Regions from separate parts of the Cricetulus griseus genome. Here region 2 is linked to region 1. Evidence: chromatin contacts called from public Hi-C data. All regions are on one chromosome and are shown on one strand. The core of a region is the stretch at or near the end of the contact, and the rest is flanking DNA. Distances in the headings are between cores, read along the strand shown.

The links. Hi-C and Micro-C count contacts between places; a contact is called where the count stands out from the background.
Region 2: a Hi-C map of fibroblasts shows a contact between it and region 1, with 1.8 times the contacts expected there. The contact joins the promoter of Snx9 here to the enhancer-like site in region 1. A contact is called at or near these places in 3 of 8 Hi-C or Micro-C datasets (the CHL-YN cell line, the CHO-K1 cell line and fibroblasts).

What each region holds. Positions count from the first base shown.
Region 1 is chr2:286,928,220-286,931,710 of CriGri-PICRH-1.0, forward strand. No RefSeq gene overlaps it. Among named protein-coding and RNA genes, the nearest start is that of Snx9, 40 kb to the right of the region's middle. Within about 2 kb of position 1,597, at least 3 of the 6 cell types and tissues checked have open chromatin away from gene starts, as enhancers often do. A contact at or near this core is called in the CHO-K1 cell line and fibroblasts, where this site is marked.
Region 2 is chr2:286,968,431-286,971,921 of CriGri-PICRH-1.0, forward strand. Snx9 (sorting nexin-9) reads left to right here and starts at 1,980. Exons shown (of 18, transcript XM_035440425.1): 1 at 1,980-2,198. The coding sequence starts at 1,995.

The DNA of each region.
Region 1 (3,491 bases), core at 347-2,846:
GATAAATGGGCATTTATTGGGGAACACTTACACAGATAATAATAAAGAACCATGAGAGCGCTTCTTAGGTGACCCAAGAGAAAGATTGCAAGCAAAAGAAGCCAATGCCTCAAGCTTCCCTCTTTCTGCTTCCATCTGCCTGAAGTCACACTCAAAGGGGTGTGGCCACTGTTACAGGTTCACAGGCTAGACCGCTACACATGGGTCTGAGGAGCACTGGTGACAAGAAGGTCTTTAAGAAGCACATGGGTGCCAGGTCACATGCCAAGAAGCACAGACATTATCTGGAAAGCTGAGAGGGAAATGGCAACATCAGAAGTGTGACTTCAGAAGCCGTGTCCAGCGGTGTGGAGACCGGATTCAAACTCTGAAGTCTGCGATAGAGAGATCACTGGGGGGCTTCTGATGCAGCAGCCTAACTTCCCGATGACCCAGGAGATAAGCAGCAGACTAGAAGCCTCTGGAGTCAGGAAGCATCCACAATACTTGAGGTGCAGAACAGATCAGACTTATTGACTAAGTGGTCATCAATGAATAGTAGAGGCATGCACCAGGGATGACTCAAGGATTCTGGTCACTGTCACCAGGCAGATGGTGATATCATTTGCCTTCAATGAGCTTCATGGGGGAATCTCCATCTTATTAGTGTGTTGCGCTGTTGGCACATAGATGCTGAGCATTTATGGGCTGCAGCCAGCATAGGCGTTGATGGGGAAATGATAAAGAATGAGCTGGGAGGGGTTGCTATGCATCGGGAAGCTGCGTGCCCACAGCTGGAATTCCAAGGTGAGATCAGCCCTGGAGGTATGGATTCATGACACATTGTCCTTCAGAGAAGGAGGATGGGAAGCCACAAGGAATCATGACCATGTCCTGAGAAACCCCTTGGGTAAGGGGCCAAAAGATGAGCAGGAGTCTTTGAGAGCTTTGAAAAATTGGCAAAGACAAAACAAAACAGTAGAGTTATAGAGTATGGGGGGGTGGGCAGCCCTGTCCTCGGGGAAGCCAAACAGAATAAGGACTGAAACTTAGCTATCCAACTTGCCAAAGAGGACGCAGTGGTCACATCGCTCCCTTGCAGGAGTCCTGAAATCCATGAATGAAGTGAAGCTTCATTCTAGGAACATGGGGCTGAGAAAGAGGCCCAGCTGTTGTGCTGGAAATGATCCAGATCCAGAAAGGACCCAGTGCTAAGGACTCAGGAGTCTGTAAGCTGGCTGATAGCATAGCCATTGTTACAAGTTAAATCATACAAATTTACAAATCAAATGAGTTATGCTAAAAAGAAGGGTAATAAATAAGCAGCCAAGGCACACCACTTCTTATTAAGTGTGGTTTCTTATTGCCGATGCTGCCCATTGTACACACGTATGTACACTGTACACATACATTGTCTGTGTACAGGGACTGCTATGTAACTATAGGCTACTGTGCATCTCTTCCCAACTCACGCATTAACTTGTAGATAGCTCAGTATTGGCTTTGGTGAAAGTGTTCATTCTGTGACAGTCGGCAAATGTACACTTCAGAGCCCTTTATTTCCACACAGCTGGCTGTTAGTGCCAAGATACCACTGAAACTGAGCCATGGAGTGACACCCACCCCCTTCTTCCCCATGGGAAGTATCCAGCAAGTCCAGACTGACTCACAGTAGCACTGATCACAATCGGTCTGTTAAGCTTTAACCCATAACCAGTCCTCCACCTCAGGGGTGCTAGTTAATGGCTCTAGAGAACTGTCTAGGTAAGGCCAGCCAGCAAGGACACAGAGGGCTTTGTGTCACCGAGGAAATAGATTCCAGCTTCCTGACTTGACACCAAGTGCTGGATTCTAGGCCCAGAAGAAATCCAGAGTTGGAGTAGAAGTCTAGCTGGCAGCTGGTCGCCTGCACTGTGCTTGGATAGGGGCAGAAAGCAGCTGCAGATGGACTCGAGGTCCGTTCTCAGGTGAGGAGGGATCCCCAGTGTATCCCTGTGTCCCCTTCCCATTGCCCCTCAGCCTGGCCTCACAAGCCTATTGGAGGCTATGGGGTACCAGGATGGGGAAGGTGGTGCCTGACAGCCAAGAAGTGGGGTGTGAGGTTTACTAAAGAAGGGGGAGGAGGGAAAAGGGGGAAGGAGGGAAGGGAAGAGGAGGAGGGAGGGAAAGAGGAGGGGGGGGAGGAAGAGGGGACAAGAAGAGTAGGGGAAAGAGAAACCAAAAAAATTATTTTTTTAATTCATTGAACATGAATCATTGGTGTATGAGTCACTTGCTATACTTGAAGGCCCACAAGGGAGAGAAAGACAGGAGGACTCGGGGAGAATTGAGCACATGGTCTAGAGAGAATTAAAAAAGAAGAAACCATCCAAGTGTGTGGTGATACATTATTTATGATTTATTAAAGCTTGCCTGAGGATACAGAAAGCAAAGCCAACCACACTAGTTAGCTATAGAAGCCAGGGGGTGGTGGTACACACCTTTAATTTCACCACTTGAGAGGTAGAGGTATATGGGTCTCTATTAATTCAAGGCCACACTGAGCTACAAGAAATATATCCAGAGCCAGGCAGTGGTGGCGCACGCCTTTAATCCCAGCACTCGGGGAGGCAGAGGCAGGCACATCTATGTGAGTTCGAGACCAGCCTGGTCTACAAGAGCTAGTTCCAGGATGGCCTCCAAAGCCACAGAGAAACCCCTGTCTTGAAAAACCAAAAAAAAAAAAAAAAAAAGAAAAAAAAAAAAGAAAGAAATATATCCAGTTCTAAAAAGAAACAGCTCTCACAAAGATGATCTCAGCACTTGGGATCACACACCTTTAATCCCAGGACTCCTGCATGAGAGGTATTTAAGACAGGAACGGGGTCTCCAAGAGGCATTCATTCTCCAGCCACATTGAGGATAGGAAAGCAATCAATCTCTAGCCATGTTGAGGAGAGCATAGCAGTCTGAGTGAATCTGAGGAGCAGTGAAGTCGGCAGCAGTCTGAGGTTCGCCCCTTTGGTCTGATCATAGGTAGAGGTAAGAGCTAGTGGCTGGCTGCTTTGCTTCTCTGATCTTCAGCTTGAAGCTTGAACCCTAATATCTGTTTCTGGGTCTTTTATTTTTCATGCTACACAAGTGACCTGGGTTTTGTTCCTGCTTCCCTTCACAGTTCTAACCAACAGCAGCAGTGCTTTAAGCACACCTCTGGTTACAGCCCAGATGCACAGCCCCAAGCCAGTTCTAGGTAACCAGTTGACTGTACTGGGAGAGCTGACATGTACATTCTTCTTTAGTTCCTTTTTGTGGTGCTAGTTTCAGAGAACTTATTTTTGGAGTACTGGGAACATGTGTCACTTTTCCAGTCAGAGGACATCATGTATCAAGACACCAAATGCTCTCTGCCATGGTTGCCAATTCCAAGTTGCCACTTTCCTATTGTCTGGCACTACCCTGCATAGCAGGAGATAGTTAGACATGAAAAGGGGCTTTTGAACGAGAGTTGAGTGTAAGGTGTGGGAGGATTGTCT
Region 2 (3,491 bases), core at 730-3,229, 41 kb after region 1:
CCAGGATTTTCTGGACTTGTACCTCTTATTTCTATGTTCTTCACACAAATGGATTGTACTGTACACAATGTTCTTTTTCATCTTTGGCAATATTCAAACTACTGTTTGCCTTTGGTGATGGATGGATACCAGACTCCCTATGAGCATAAATTCTGAAAATGTTCAAGTCCACTTACAGATGTCATAGTGTTCGCATAGAACTGTTCTGAATCCTCCCATGTATTTTGAACTACGTATGGTGCAAATGGTAGATAAATTGCTGTTATTTTGTTTAGAAAATAATGCATGAAAAAGAGGTCTGTACATGATCAGTGCAGATACAATTTTTCTTTTCAGATAGTTCCAGTCTGAGACTGTCTGAATTCAGGGATGTGTGAAGATAAAGGAGTGATTGTCTTATCAATTTATGAACCTCCAAGAACTTAATTTGTATAAATTTGCCTTATTTATCGGGACAGTCCTATTAACAAGTATATAGGTGTTTTCTAGTTTGTCTTAAAATGCTTTGGTAATGTCTTTGCTAACTTGCCCAAGTCTGACAGGATGCATTCCTAGAAGTTGCTGGGCCCAAGGCTGTAGTTACTTCCAATTTTGTATTCCCAACTCAGGTTAAGTTATTTGAGCCATCCTTTGTTCATCATTGTAAGTAATTAGATAATAACTTTCTCAAAGGGCTAAGTGAGATGGAGGCTTCAAGTCTAGTATGCAGAAAGAAGGCTCTCAATGACTTTCCTTGTCCTGTGCTTAGAAAGACAAGTCTGGGCTGCCCAGATGGCTCAGCTGATAAAGGCACCTGCTGCCAAATGTGACCACTTCAGTTTGATCTCCAGGACCCACATGGCAGAAGAAAAGAATGGACTCCTACCAGTTGTCCTCTGAGCTAACTCCACACGTGCTATATGTATGTACCCACCCATGCCCAGTGTGTGTGTGTGTGTGTGTGTGTGTGTGTGTGTGTGTGTGTGTGTGTGTGTGTTAGTTGTTTCACTGCTGTGATAAAACACCATGAAAACCAACTTGATGAGGAAAGGGTTTATTTTGCTTACCCTTCCACATCACAGTTTCCATCTAGGAAGGAAATGAGGGCAGTAACTCAAGGCAGGAACCTGGAGGCAGGAACTGATGCAGGGGCTGTGGAGAGGGGTGCTGATTACTGGCTTGCTCCCCAAGACTTGCTGAGTCTGCTTTCTTATGTCCGCCGGGACACCTGCCCAGATGCGGTACTTGTCTTTCATCAATCAAGGAAATGTACCACAGGCTTGCCTGAAGGCCAATCTGGAGGAGCTTTTCTTTCAAGTGAGATTCCCCCTTCCAAAATGACTCTACCCTTTGTCAAATTGACATAACTAGCCAGCACTACACATACACATAACACACACACACACACACACACACACACACACACACACACACACACACTCGCTCACTTAAGAATATAACCGTGGCTGACTATAGCATTGACCATGAGTTCAATATACACACATTCACAGAAAACTCTATAGTACCACCTAAACACTATTATTGGCTGTAACTACCTAACTCTCTGGGGAGTCAAAAATTTTTTTTTTCCAGCGCTGGGTGGCAAACCCAAGGGCTCATACATATTTGTCTTTCATTCTTCAACCCCCAGACCAAGAAGCTACAAATCTGACAGTGAATTTAAATAACAACTTCCTGAGGTAATAGAATCGACTTTATTTACCTAGAATATGTATCCTTAATAAAAAATATAATGTATTAAACTATTGCAACAACTAAGGCAAATCTTGCAGGGGCGACTTTTGTGAAAAATCTCATTGCTCAATTTATGTCACCCGTTTATTAATAAAATCCATATAGAATCAACTGTGGACAAACTACTCTGAATTAAAGACGTTATACTTTGGACTTCTCTTTCAACTTAAGGAGACCGGTTGTTCCCTCAAACCTCTGAGGCTTTTTTTTTTTTTTTTTTTTTTTTAATGCTCCAAAGGGCAGAAGTGGGTCATCTCAGAATGGAGTCCCTAAGCGTCCAGGCCAAGAAGCCCAGGCCAGACCTCAGCCTTGGGGAAACTCCATGTAGGAGGCAGGATCTCCCAGCCCGGGAGCAGGAAGCCATTGCTCGGCCCGGGCTGGCTGTCTATGTGGCACTCGCGGTCGTCAGCCCCCAAGCACCCCGACCCCTCCGCAGCAGCCCCGCCGAGGCCCGGGGATCCCAGGCAGGTAGCTCGGGCCCGGACTCGTCCAGAGTCGTCGTCCTCCTTCTCCTCCCGCAGGCAGCGAGCCGGGCCCGAGGCTCAGTGCCGCACCCCGCGAACGGCTCAGCCGGGACCAGGCCGCTCGCAAGCTGCTCGCCTGACTCCGCAGCCGCTGCTCCCGCCGTGGGCCCCGCACACAGGGCCTGGGGCGACGGGGTCGGGGCGGAGGCCTGGGCGGGCGAGGAGGCCGGGCTGCGGCCGAGGCCCCAGGCGCGCTTCCGCCGGCCGCGCCGCGCACGCCGCGGTCCATGGGAGGCTTGGCCGGCGGGGGCGGGGGCCGCGCAGCCGGGGACTTTCAGGAACTGCAGGCGCGGGCGGCGGGAGTCGCCGAGCCGCGGGGGCCGGAGCGCCGAGAGCAAGGCTGAGATCGAGCGCCGCGCCGTGCCCGACCGCAGCCGCCAGCCGCAGCCGAACCCGTCCTCCCCGCCCGGCTAGGGCCGAAGCTCCGCGGCGCGGGACACCAGCCGGCCCACCGGGGCCCGGGAACCGCCCGCCATGGCCACCAAGGTGAGGGGCGCGCGCAGGCCGGACCGGCCGTTCGGCCCCGCGGCGGGAGGCGGAGGGAGGCCGAAGAGCCCCGGCGGTCGCTCACGAGTCGGTCCCCGCCTCCCGGGCCGCCGCCGCGGGCACCGAAGCGGAGGAGCGCTGGGGACGGGTTCCCGGGGAGGCGGCTTTGCAAAGTTTGCACCTGAGCTGAGCCGGGCGCCCGGGATGGAAAGTTCCCGCGGCCCCAGAGCCGCGGGTCTCTCGGAGGCTGTCGCAGGTCGCCTGCCTGCCTGCCTCCTCCTCCAGACCGCGGCCCCGCGCACGAGGGGGCCGAGCCGGGCGGGGAGGACGCTGCAGCCTCCCGGAGCCGGGAGCCGCGCTCCGCGCCCTCTGCCTTCAAGTCTCTCATTTTTTCGTTTTGTTTTTGCTGTCTTTTCGGTTTGAATGGGACGTTTTCGGAGTGAATAAAGTATCAAGAGGGAAATGACTGTGCTTTTAGACTACGTGGTTGCTCGCAGAAGAAAAACAACAAAAAGGGCCAAGGCCCGAAATGCTTAGTGGAACTTTGGTTCCTGCTTGGTCAATGGCCAGGAGTCTTGGCTTGCTTATGTTAGTTATGTTACTGTTTGTGAAATTAGCAGTCCGTTTTTGCTGTCTGAGTCTGCATAAATTCGTTTCCCTGGTTCCCTTTTCTTATGTGATGTCAGTAGTGACTTGGGCATGAAACAGCCACTGGGAGAAGCCTGAGCCTTGGAAATGAGGAGCTCG